3 separate regions of the Mus musculus genome follow, and all the other regions are linked to region 1. A link is a contact called in public Hi-C and promoter capture Hi-C data. All regions are on one chromosome and are shown on one strand. Each heading gives the region's core, a stretch centred on a gene start, on an enhancer-like site or on the middle of the called end of the contact. The rest is flanking DNA. Distances are from core to core; before and after follow the strand shown.

What was found. A called contact is a pair of places that touch in the nucleus more often than the background predicts. Capture Hi-C pulls out chosen DNA fragments and counts their contacts.
Region 2: a Hi-C map of bone marrow-derived macrophages shows a contact between it and region 1, with 14 read pairs. The contact joins two enhancer-like sites. A contact is called at or near these places in 3 of 39 promoter capture datasets (cranial neural crest, maxillary cranial neural crest and second pharyngeal arch cranial neural crest) and 1 of 484 Hi-C or Micro-C datasets (bone marrow-derived macrophages).
Region 3: a contact with region 1 is called in a promoter capture Hi-C map of adipose tissue. The contact joins two enhancer-like sites. A contact is called at or near these places in 4 of 39 promoter capture datasets (cranial neural crest, frontonasal cranial neural crest, maxillary cranial neural crest and 1 more), 1 of 484 Hi-C or Micro-C datasets (LSK cells), 3 of 115 datasets of contacts at active chromatin or transcription factors (double positive thymocytes, embryonic basal ganglia and microglia) and 4 of 9 other capture datasets (adipose tissue, embryonic stem cells, embryonic trunk and 1 more).

What each region holds. Positions count from the first base shown.
Region 1 is chr8:125,487,583-125,490,453 of GRCm38.p6, forward strand. All of the region lies in intron 3 of Sipa1l2 (signal-induced proliferation-associated 1 like 2), which reads right to left. Among named protein-coding and RNA genes, the nearest start is that of 4930566D17Rik, 33 kb to the right of the region's middle. Within about 2 kb of position 1,424, at least 10 of the 459 cell types and tissues checked have an H3K27ac peak or open chromatin away from gene starts, as enhancers often do. A contact at or near this core is called in adipose tissue, bone marrow-derived macrophages and microglia, where this site is marked.
Region 2 is chr8:125,092,265-125,095,135 of GRCm38.p6, forward strand. All of the region lies in intron 3 of Disc1 (disrupted in schizophrenia 1), which reads left to right. Among named protein-coding and RNA genes, the nearest start is that of Disc1, 40 kb to the left of the region's middle. Within about 2 kb of position 1,412, at least 4 of the 459 cell types and tissues checked have an H3K27ac peak or open chromatin away from gene starts, as enhancers often do. A contact at or near this core is called in bone marrow-derived macrophages, where this site is marked.
Region 3 is chr8:125,225,876-125,228,746 of GRCm38.p6, forward strand. All of the region lies in intron 10 of Disc1 (disrupted in schizophrenia 1), which reads left to right. Among named protein-coding and RNA genes, the nearest start is that of Gm30713, 160 kb to the right of the region's middle. Within about 2 kb of position 1,431, at least 74 of the 459 cell types and tissues checked have an H3K27ac peak or open chromatin away from gene starts, as enhancers often do. A contact at or near this core is called in adipose tissue and microglia, where this site is marked.

The DNA.
Region 1 (2,871 bases), core at 174-2,673:
TCTAAGTCCTTTGCAGGGTGTCCCTGAATCCTTAGCTCATCTTGAAGACAGCATTGGGTGGGCTAGGAATCACTAATGTTCTCCATCTGGCCCTTTCACAGCCCTGGGTTATTAAGCACGGACTTCCACAGACGGGCACTTCAGCCTTGGCAAAGGGGTAGTTCCTGAGTTCCCAGACACTAAATAGGAACGTGGTGTTGAGGTGGGGTGGATAGTGCAGGATTTCTGTTTATTAGACTGGCTGCTGAACTTAGGATCTTGCGCATGGGAGGCAAGCGTTGCACAAACACCTCCAGCTCCAACCCAGTGTGAAACTCTCTGACTGCAGCATCCTTCATTCTCAGTGCTGCAGAGGAAGGCAAGCACTGGAGAGAAGGGAGCTGGGTGGGGGCTTGTGGGAGATGATGAAGACGTGAACCCAGATAATATGAGGCTCCCCTGGAGCAGCTTAGTTTGGGCAGTGCCACTGCCACCACGAGGGAGCCTCATGCCACTCTCTTGCCCCCTGCTTCTTCCAAGTTGCCTCCACCGCTGAAGAAAGTCAAATGTGTCCTGTCAGATGCCATTTTATATAGGAAGGAGATGGGGAAGGAGAAAGGAAAGGGGAAACTGAAAGACGGAAGAAAAAGTGAGGCAGGGAAGGAGCGAGGGGAGGGGAGCTTGAAGCAAGCACTGTCAACCTGACAAGCTGAAAGACTGACCTGTGGGCACACCTGTGGGGACAGTCTTCATTACAGTAACTGACATAGGAAGAGCCATCTTAATTGTGAGTGGGACCACTCCTGGGCTGGGTAAAATGGAGTGGACATACTGGATACTGGCTCTCACTCATTCCTCTCTGTTTCCTGACTGCTTCAAGCTCCTGCTGTCCAGATTTCCCATTCATGATAGATCCTACTTATCTGTGAGTTAAAATAGACTCTTTCTCCCTAAGGTTGCATTTGTCAGAGTATTTCAACATCGCAGCAGGGAAGAAGCTAAGTGGGCAGAGGGAGAGCATGGAGGAAAGCATGGAGGGAGAGCATGGAGGGAGAGAGAGCATGGAGGGAGGGAGAGCATGGAGGGAGGGAGAGCATGGAGGGAGGGAGAGCATGGAGGGAGGGAGAGCATGGAGGGAGGGAGAGCATGGAGGGAGGGAGAGCATGGAGGGAGGGAGAGCATGGAGGGAGGGAGAGCATGGAGGGAGGGAGAGCAAGGGCTCACAGCTGTTGGCCTCATCCTCTCTGAAACACACCCCTGAGGCTCTGGGGTTAAGCTTGTCTCTACACTTGAATCCTCAGGACTCTAGCCACCAATGTCTGGTCCCTAATGACTCCTGCTCTTAATTATATCTCAAGTAGCCCTGAGGAAGCAGGAGTCTCCTCTACACTGAAGCCTGGCAGCTTTCCTCTGAGGCCACTCCCCCTCAGCTGGGCTTCCCAGGCTTCCTCCCAGTGAGAAACCAGGGCCTTTGGTGCATTTCCTTATTCTGTGGGCTTCACAGGACAGTCTAGAACTCAGATTTCCAGCTACTTCCTAGGTCCTCGGCCTAGCCCCCAGTCAGAAATGAATCCAAGAGTCTTGCACTGCCAGCCAGCACGGCTACATCTCCTTACCATACACTCCAGGGTGTGTACACACAAGCTATTTCTGGGAGCTGATTAACTTATTTCTTTACCAACCTAAATAGTCTGAGAGCATTGCTTCCAAAGCTCTCCAGTGTCTCCATCATCAATCAGAGAGGGCAGAGGTCACTGGAGAGAGGTCTACACAAGTGACAGAAAAGCCAGATTAGAAATCACTTCCTGCAACAGACTCCAAGGCCATTAACAAGTCCAGTGGTGCCATCAGTCAGGGGCAGTAAACTTGGCTCCTCTCATACACACTCTGGAGGTGAGATGGACGCACTTGAGTGGGAGCTGTTAAGCTTTTGCACACTAGGACCTGAGAACCTTTCCTCCTGAAGGCCCAACTCTCCAGCACTCAGCCTGGATGCTAAGCCACTTACAGACTTGATTTCATGTGCCAGCTTCTAGCTATAACAAGTCTTGGGGAGGAAGCATGTTTTGCTGAGGTCATTTTCGAAAGCCAAAAGCAACTAGCTGTCTTCTTCCTTTCCAGAGTTCCTACGTAAGGGAGGGCACGACATGGGGGTGTCAGTCAGAGGTTCTGGGCTTTCCTGTGACAAGGACTGAACTCAAACAGGAGAGCTGGGAACAGGGAAAGGAGCATTCTGGTGACAAAGCCTGTGTCGCACACAGATGGTCAGACAGAGAAAAGTGGAAATAATTTATTCTATACTATATGAAAGATGTCCCGAACAACGGCAGAAGGAAGCCTAACTCTGTACCTGCTCATGTGAGCCACACACATCTGGTCAACTCAGAATTCTTTCAGCAGGGACTTGGGCATATCCAGCCTATGAATTAACGAGGCAAGAGCAGAGAATGGTGGGGAACCCACAGAGTTATCCAGCTACACAGTGCAAGGAGCGACACAGAGGACAACACAGGATGGATGTAACCACAGGACACTTAGTAAGGGGGTAAAGTTTAAATAAAGCTCGATGTCAGAGGGGAGGAAGCATGCCCTTGGTGAGAGCTGTCCAGGTGACGGGTACCGAGGAAGCTGCTCTAAAGCAGAAAGGCCCACGGCAGTGCCTGAAGCCTGGGATGATTTCAACGTCTCCCACAGGCTCATGCTAAACAACGGGTCTGTAGCTGGTGGTGCTACTATGGAGGGCCCTAGAAACTTTACAAGGTAGAACTTTGCCGGAAGAGCAGGTCACTGAAGTTGTGTCACCACAACTGATACCCAATCCCTGACCGTCTGTCTAGCCCTCCCTATGCACTGTAAAATGAAAAAATTCTCTGCACGACATGATCCCATGTC
Region 2 (2,871 bases), core at 162-2,661, 400 kb before region 1:
GCATCCTTCCTGGGTACCCTCCTTCAGCATCCTTCCTGGTACCCTCCTTCAGTATCCTTACTGGGTACCCTCCTTCAGAATCCTTCCTGGGTACTCTTCTTCAGCATCCTTTCTGGTACCCTCCTTCAGCATCCTTCCTGGTACCCTCTTTCAGCATCCTTCCTGGGTACCTTCCTTCAGCATCCTTCCTGGGAACCCCTCTTCAGCATCCTTCCTGGGAACCCTTCTTCAGCATCCTTCCTGAGTACCCTCCTTTAGCATCCTTCCTGGTACCCTCCTTCAGCATCCTTCCTGGTACCCTCCTTCAGCATTCTTCCTGGTACCCTCCTTCAGCATCCTTCCTGGGTACCCTCCTTCAGCATCCTTCCTGGTACCCTCCTTCAGCATCCTTCCTGGGAACCCTTCTTCAGCATCCTTCCTGGTACCCTCCTTCAGCATCCTTCCTGGTACCCTCCTTCAGCATCCTTCCTGGTACCCTCCTTCAGCATCCTTCCTGGTACCCTCCTTCAGCATCCTTCCTGGTACCCTCCTTCAGCATCCTTCCTGGTACCCTCCTTCAGCATCCTTCCTGGTACCCTCCTTCAGTATCCTTCCTGGGTACCCTTCTTCAGCATCCTTCCTGGTACTCTCCTTCAGTATCCTTCTGGCTTGTTCCTTATTGTGTGCTCAGAATTTCTGGAGTGGGCCTAGCACTCTATATTTCTCTAGTTTCTAGAGGACTCGGGGATTAAGGTTGGAGGAATTGTGGCTCTAAGATTCTTCCACAGAGGGGCAGGCCACAGGGCAGTGGCTGGGAGTTTTAAGGGGGCATCTGTCTGGTTCACAGTAAGTCACATCCTGTTTAAGTCCTCAACTTGCACACTTGGCTTGCATATTGAGAGCGTAAGTGTCCTTGTGAAGTGTATATCTGGTTGCTGGGCATTCAGTAGATGCTTTATGAGGTATTAAGATGTCTTGGTACCCACACTCTCACTGCCTTAGAGCAGACGAGGAGAAAGCACTACAGAGTTCTCATGGCAGAACATTTTTGGTTTGGGAGGTTAGGTGGGTGCAGGGAGAAAGCTATGGGAGGCAGACGTCCTCCTGGGATGAGACTCAACACTGACGGTTATCTGTGATGGATGAACCCTGCCCCAGTCACTAGGTGATTGTGGAGGTTTGAACATCAACCGTCTCCCGGAACCTCATAAGATTAGACACTTGGTTCCCAGCTCACGTGGCTGTTTTAGAAGGTCGTGGCGCATTTAGAAAGTGGAGCCTAGCTGGCAGAAGCAGGTTGCTGGGGGTTGGGGGGAGGTGGGTCTTTGAAGGATTGAACCTCTTTGGGATTTGGTCTGTATTTTCTGCTGTCTAGTCAGCCATGATGTAAGACCCTCTACTGCAGGCTCTGACTGCCACCATGAGTCACTACCATGGTGAACGGAGGATCCTCTGAAACCACAAACCCAAATAAACCCTCCCTCCTTACATTGCTCCTGTTAGAAGAACAGAGGAAGAAGAAAAATAACAGAGTATAGAGTTCTCATAGGTCAATGAGATTCTGGGTCAGTGAGTCCTCATCTTCAATGAGCTGACGTTTATTGTAATGAGATTTGTCGAAAGACCCTGGAATATAACCTTAATTCCCACCTAGTTTCTCCAGGTTCCTAAAAATATTGGAAAATTGTTGAGATTTATTTACATCCTGTATAAACTTTGTTACTCTGTGTGTGTGTGTGTGTGTGTGTGTGTGTGTGTGTGTGTGTGTGTGTGTGTGTAGACAACAGCATACTTGCTCTCTGTCTTGGGGAAGAGTGTGTGATGGTGTGTGCCGGAGCACACCAGGGGAAGCTACAGGACAGCCACATATCCCCAGGTTTTTGCTCCTTTTTCCTTTCGTTCTATGCTCAAGAGAAAGATGTGGTTGGCACAGAATAGAAAGTTCCATGTTTTATCTCATTAAAATCACAGCAAGTTTACACTGCAAAGCCTCCTGGGGGAGACTCCCTAAGGACTCTGACTCCTCCCATCTCCCTTGCCAGGGAAGTCAAGTTCTTGTTTCTTTTATCTTTACTGCAGGCTGGGAAGGCCTTGGGGGGGGGGGGAGAATAACAATACTTTCCATGTTTGCTTAGGGTCCTTTTCCCATGAGACACTTTTAGACTCATTACATTAATGCCTGCCTGTGACTGAAGTGCTAAGGGCAGGAACAAGACTGGGAGAGACCACTGCTTGGACGCTAGGGTGCAGAGTAGACATTCCCGTGTCTCTGTCTAGGACTCAGCCTAGAAGGAGGAAAAGATTGTCCACAGGGATCCTGTATTGATACCCCACTGGCATACTGTAACCCTGCCTGCTACTTCACTGCCAGATGAGCCAGGAGTGGGTGTGAGGTGGAGCAGAAACTCTTTGGATCTTAGCATCTCTGTTTCTCTTTCTGTGTCTCTGTCTCTCATACATACACATACACATACACATACACATACACATACACAGACACACACACACACACACACACACACACATACACACACACACATACACATACACATATACGATGTTTGGTCCTGTGTGTTCAAGTGTGTGGAGGTCAGAGGTGGCTGGGAACTGAACCTGGATTCTCTACAAGAGCAGTAAGTGCTCTGAATTGCTGAGCAGTTTTTCTGTCCCCCAACACACCTTAGGAAATACTTGAATGTTGTGGCATTAGAGTTTAGAAAAATTTAGACAAGCAAATGGTTAGGGTTAGGGTTAGGGTTAGGGTTAGGGTTTAGGATTAGGGTTTAGGGTTAGGTTTTGGGGTTAGGGGTTGGGGGTTAGGGTTAGGGTTAGGCATCTGTTACAGTTGGTTGCATAGGTTTGTTTGTTTGTTTATCAAGTTGCCTACAGTGT
Region 3 (2,871 bases), core at 181-2,680, 260 kb before region 1:
GTGGTGTGCAGGCAGCAGTGGAAACACCTGGTGGACGTTCACACAGAAGCCTGGAGCCTGGTTCTCGTCTGAAACTCCTTTAGTCTGAACTCTTCTGACAGCCAGCAGACTGATGTCCAGACAGTCTAATCCCCAGAAAGATGATGCTGATCTCATGTCGGGGTGAATAGAGTGTCCCACATATCTTTTTTTTTTCCAAGACAGGGTTTCTCCGTGTAGCCCCGGCTGTCCTGGAACTCACTCTGTAGACCAGGCTGGCCTTGAACTCAGAAATCTGCCTGCCTCTGCCTCCCAAGTGCTGGGACTAAAGATGTGCACCACCACGCCCGGCAATGTCCCACATATCTCGTCTTCTCAACGGTTCTTATACTACTGGCTTTTTGGCTTTAACTCACTGACCCCCCCCCCAAAAAAAATATTAAGCACAGTCAGGTGATCCCCTTGCTGTTATTGATTTGGCTGCATTTGGCTGCATTTGGGAGGCCTCCCCACTGGACCTCACAATCCAATGTGGGGAGCAGCCTGCTTCTCAGGGGAAGGTAGAGAGATTGGATGACTTAGGAATCATCTTTCTGGTGTGGCTTGATGGATTCTGGGGGCCTTCTGTCTGCTAACATTAGAGAAGGATACACTTCAGGACTATCTCTACAGCATGGCTTGAAAGCCCTGAGAAGGCCTTGATAAGATCATCTTTGTCTCTGGTTGGAGAAGAGCAGAACTTGGGGCAGAACAGAGTGTGGTCTGGCACCGTGCTTTCTGGCACTGCATGTGTGTCACTTAACCATGCACAGAGGCTGAGAGGCCACCACGGGCAGGACAATGGGACGTGGCTCACCTGAAGAGCTTGAGATCTCATAGCTGAGATACAGAAAAAGCCCAGCGTCCTCTGATGGGGCCGAAAGCTTGAGGAGAGCCTGTGCGCCCTCCAGATTAGGAACTGTGTGCTCAGTGCCAATGGGAAACACACAGAGAGGCAAATATTTGCTTGAAGAGTGTCTTTCTGACACGCCAAGGTACGATTCTCCCCTGAAAAGCCAATCACTAGCTAACCCCAGTTCCGCATTAGAATCAGAGGAAAATGAACCCCCACAGCAAGAGACCCCTCGTTTGGTACATCCAGCGGAGATAATGTGACCAGCATGCAAGGCACAGAATACTGATAAGGCTGTGACAAGTCACGCTTAGACTCGGTGTCACATTCAGATGGTAGCTGAGAGATGAAAAGCAAACAGAAATTAATCCCCCTCCAGGAATCTCATACACATTCACTTAGCGCTAGCCTGCCGCTCAGCGGTCTGTCTCCCATTCTCCCCATTAATAACTATAATCAAATGTCCATGATCAGTTTCCACCAACCGGGTAATTGCTCTGGCTCCCCCATTCTCTGGGATGGGCAATGTGTTCACAAGATGGGGCAGTTGTGTAACCGTTCTGTCCATGCGAACTCCGGAAGTCAGCCGTGCCCTGCAGCTGTGAGTGTCAGCCCACTTGCTCTCTGTGGAGTGAAGGAAGGAAGTAATTTTATTGTGCTATTTTTAGACTTCAATTTAGATTTCAGCTGTTATGATACTCTGTGTGCCTGGATGGATAGAGATGTCTGCACACAATTCCTCGGTACAGTTCTGAGTTGGCCCTGGGCTCCAGCAGGTCCCAGATTTCTTCTCAGCCTGTGACCGCAGCAGTGCCCTGTCACAGTGACTTCCCCTCAGCTGAGACCTGTCGGGTCATAGGGTGATGGTGCCATCATGTACCCATAGTGCCTGGCAAACGGATGCTTCCTTTTACCTGAGGAGGCTCAATCTGTCCTCTCCTATACATGCCTAATGGGCACCCCACAATTCTCTGTAAGTAGACTCAGTTCATGGCTGTCTTGCAGTTTGAGACAGTTTTCTAGAGGCGGTGGATGAAAGCTCTGACAAGAGGGTTTCCTTTCTCACAAGCCAGAAGGATGAGGGCACTGGGCTGCCTTTGCCTCTGCCGTGGAAGATAGCTCTGAACCTCAGGAGAATTCCTAGGTCTCCAGCATTAGGAGTGAAGCTAGCCTGAAACACTAAGGGGTTCTTGGGTGTGTGCCAGACGTACCCGCCTGAGCCTGTTGGGTGTCAGGCACGTGTGTGTTGGCACCTGTGCCAATTCAGATCTCTGTGCCTGAGAACCAACCCTGTAGATATTGGAACACAGTGGCCATTAACCCACAACTTATTCATTACCGGCACAGTTTGTAGCACAAGCACCAACTGTGACATCATACACCACCACCTTGTACTATACAGGTCAGAAAAGCGGGATCCTAACGGGATTTCCCATGTGGCCTTATAGAGGGATCTGTGCCCATGGCCTCTTCTGCTTCTTCCTCTCCCTCCTCACCTCTCCTCTTCTCCCTCATCCACCTCCCCTTTCTCTTGCTTCTTCTCCCATCAAATCGCAGACTTCTTAAATAACCTGCCATGACCTGGATATCTATGCCCTGTCTCAATTAAAGTATTGATTCTTACTCCCCATTGGGGTGTGGCCTTCAGAAGTTATAACATTAGCATCTTTGCTCCTCCCACCATACAAGGACACAGCTAGATGTCGTCATCTACGGGACAGTGTACCCTCAGATTTTCTGATGCCTTGATCATATATACATTCAAACTTTAATATATGCATACATATATATCCAAAAACATCTAGATATTTCTGTTTTGTCCTTCTGAGCTGCTTAGAAAGCTCTCTCCCCCTTAGACATTGTAGAGATAATTTGAAATTTGAGTTTGGTTTGTTTGGGCTTGAGCAGTCAAGAAGCCAGACTGAATGGCCCTTCCATATTTATTCTGAGACTTTAAATTTTAATGTAGCCAATTCCACAACAATTACCACCAGGAAGGC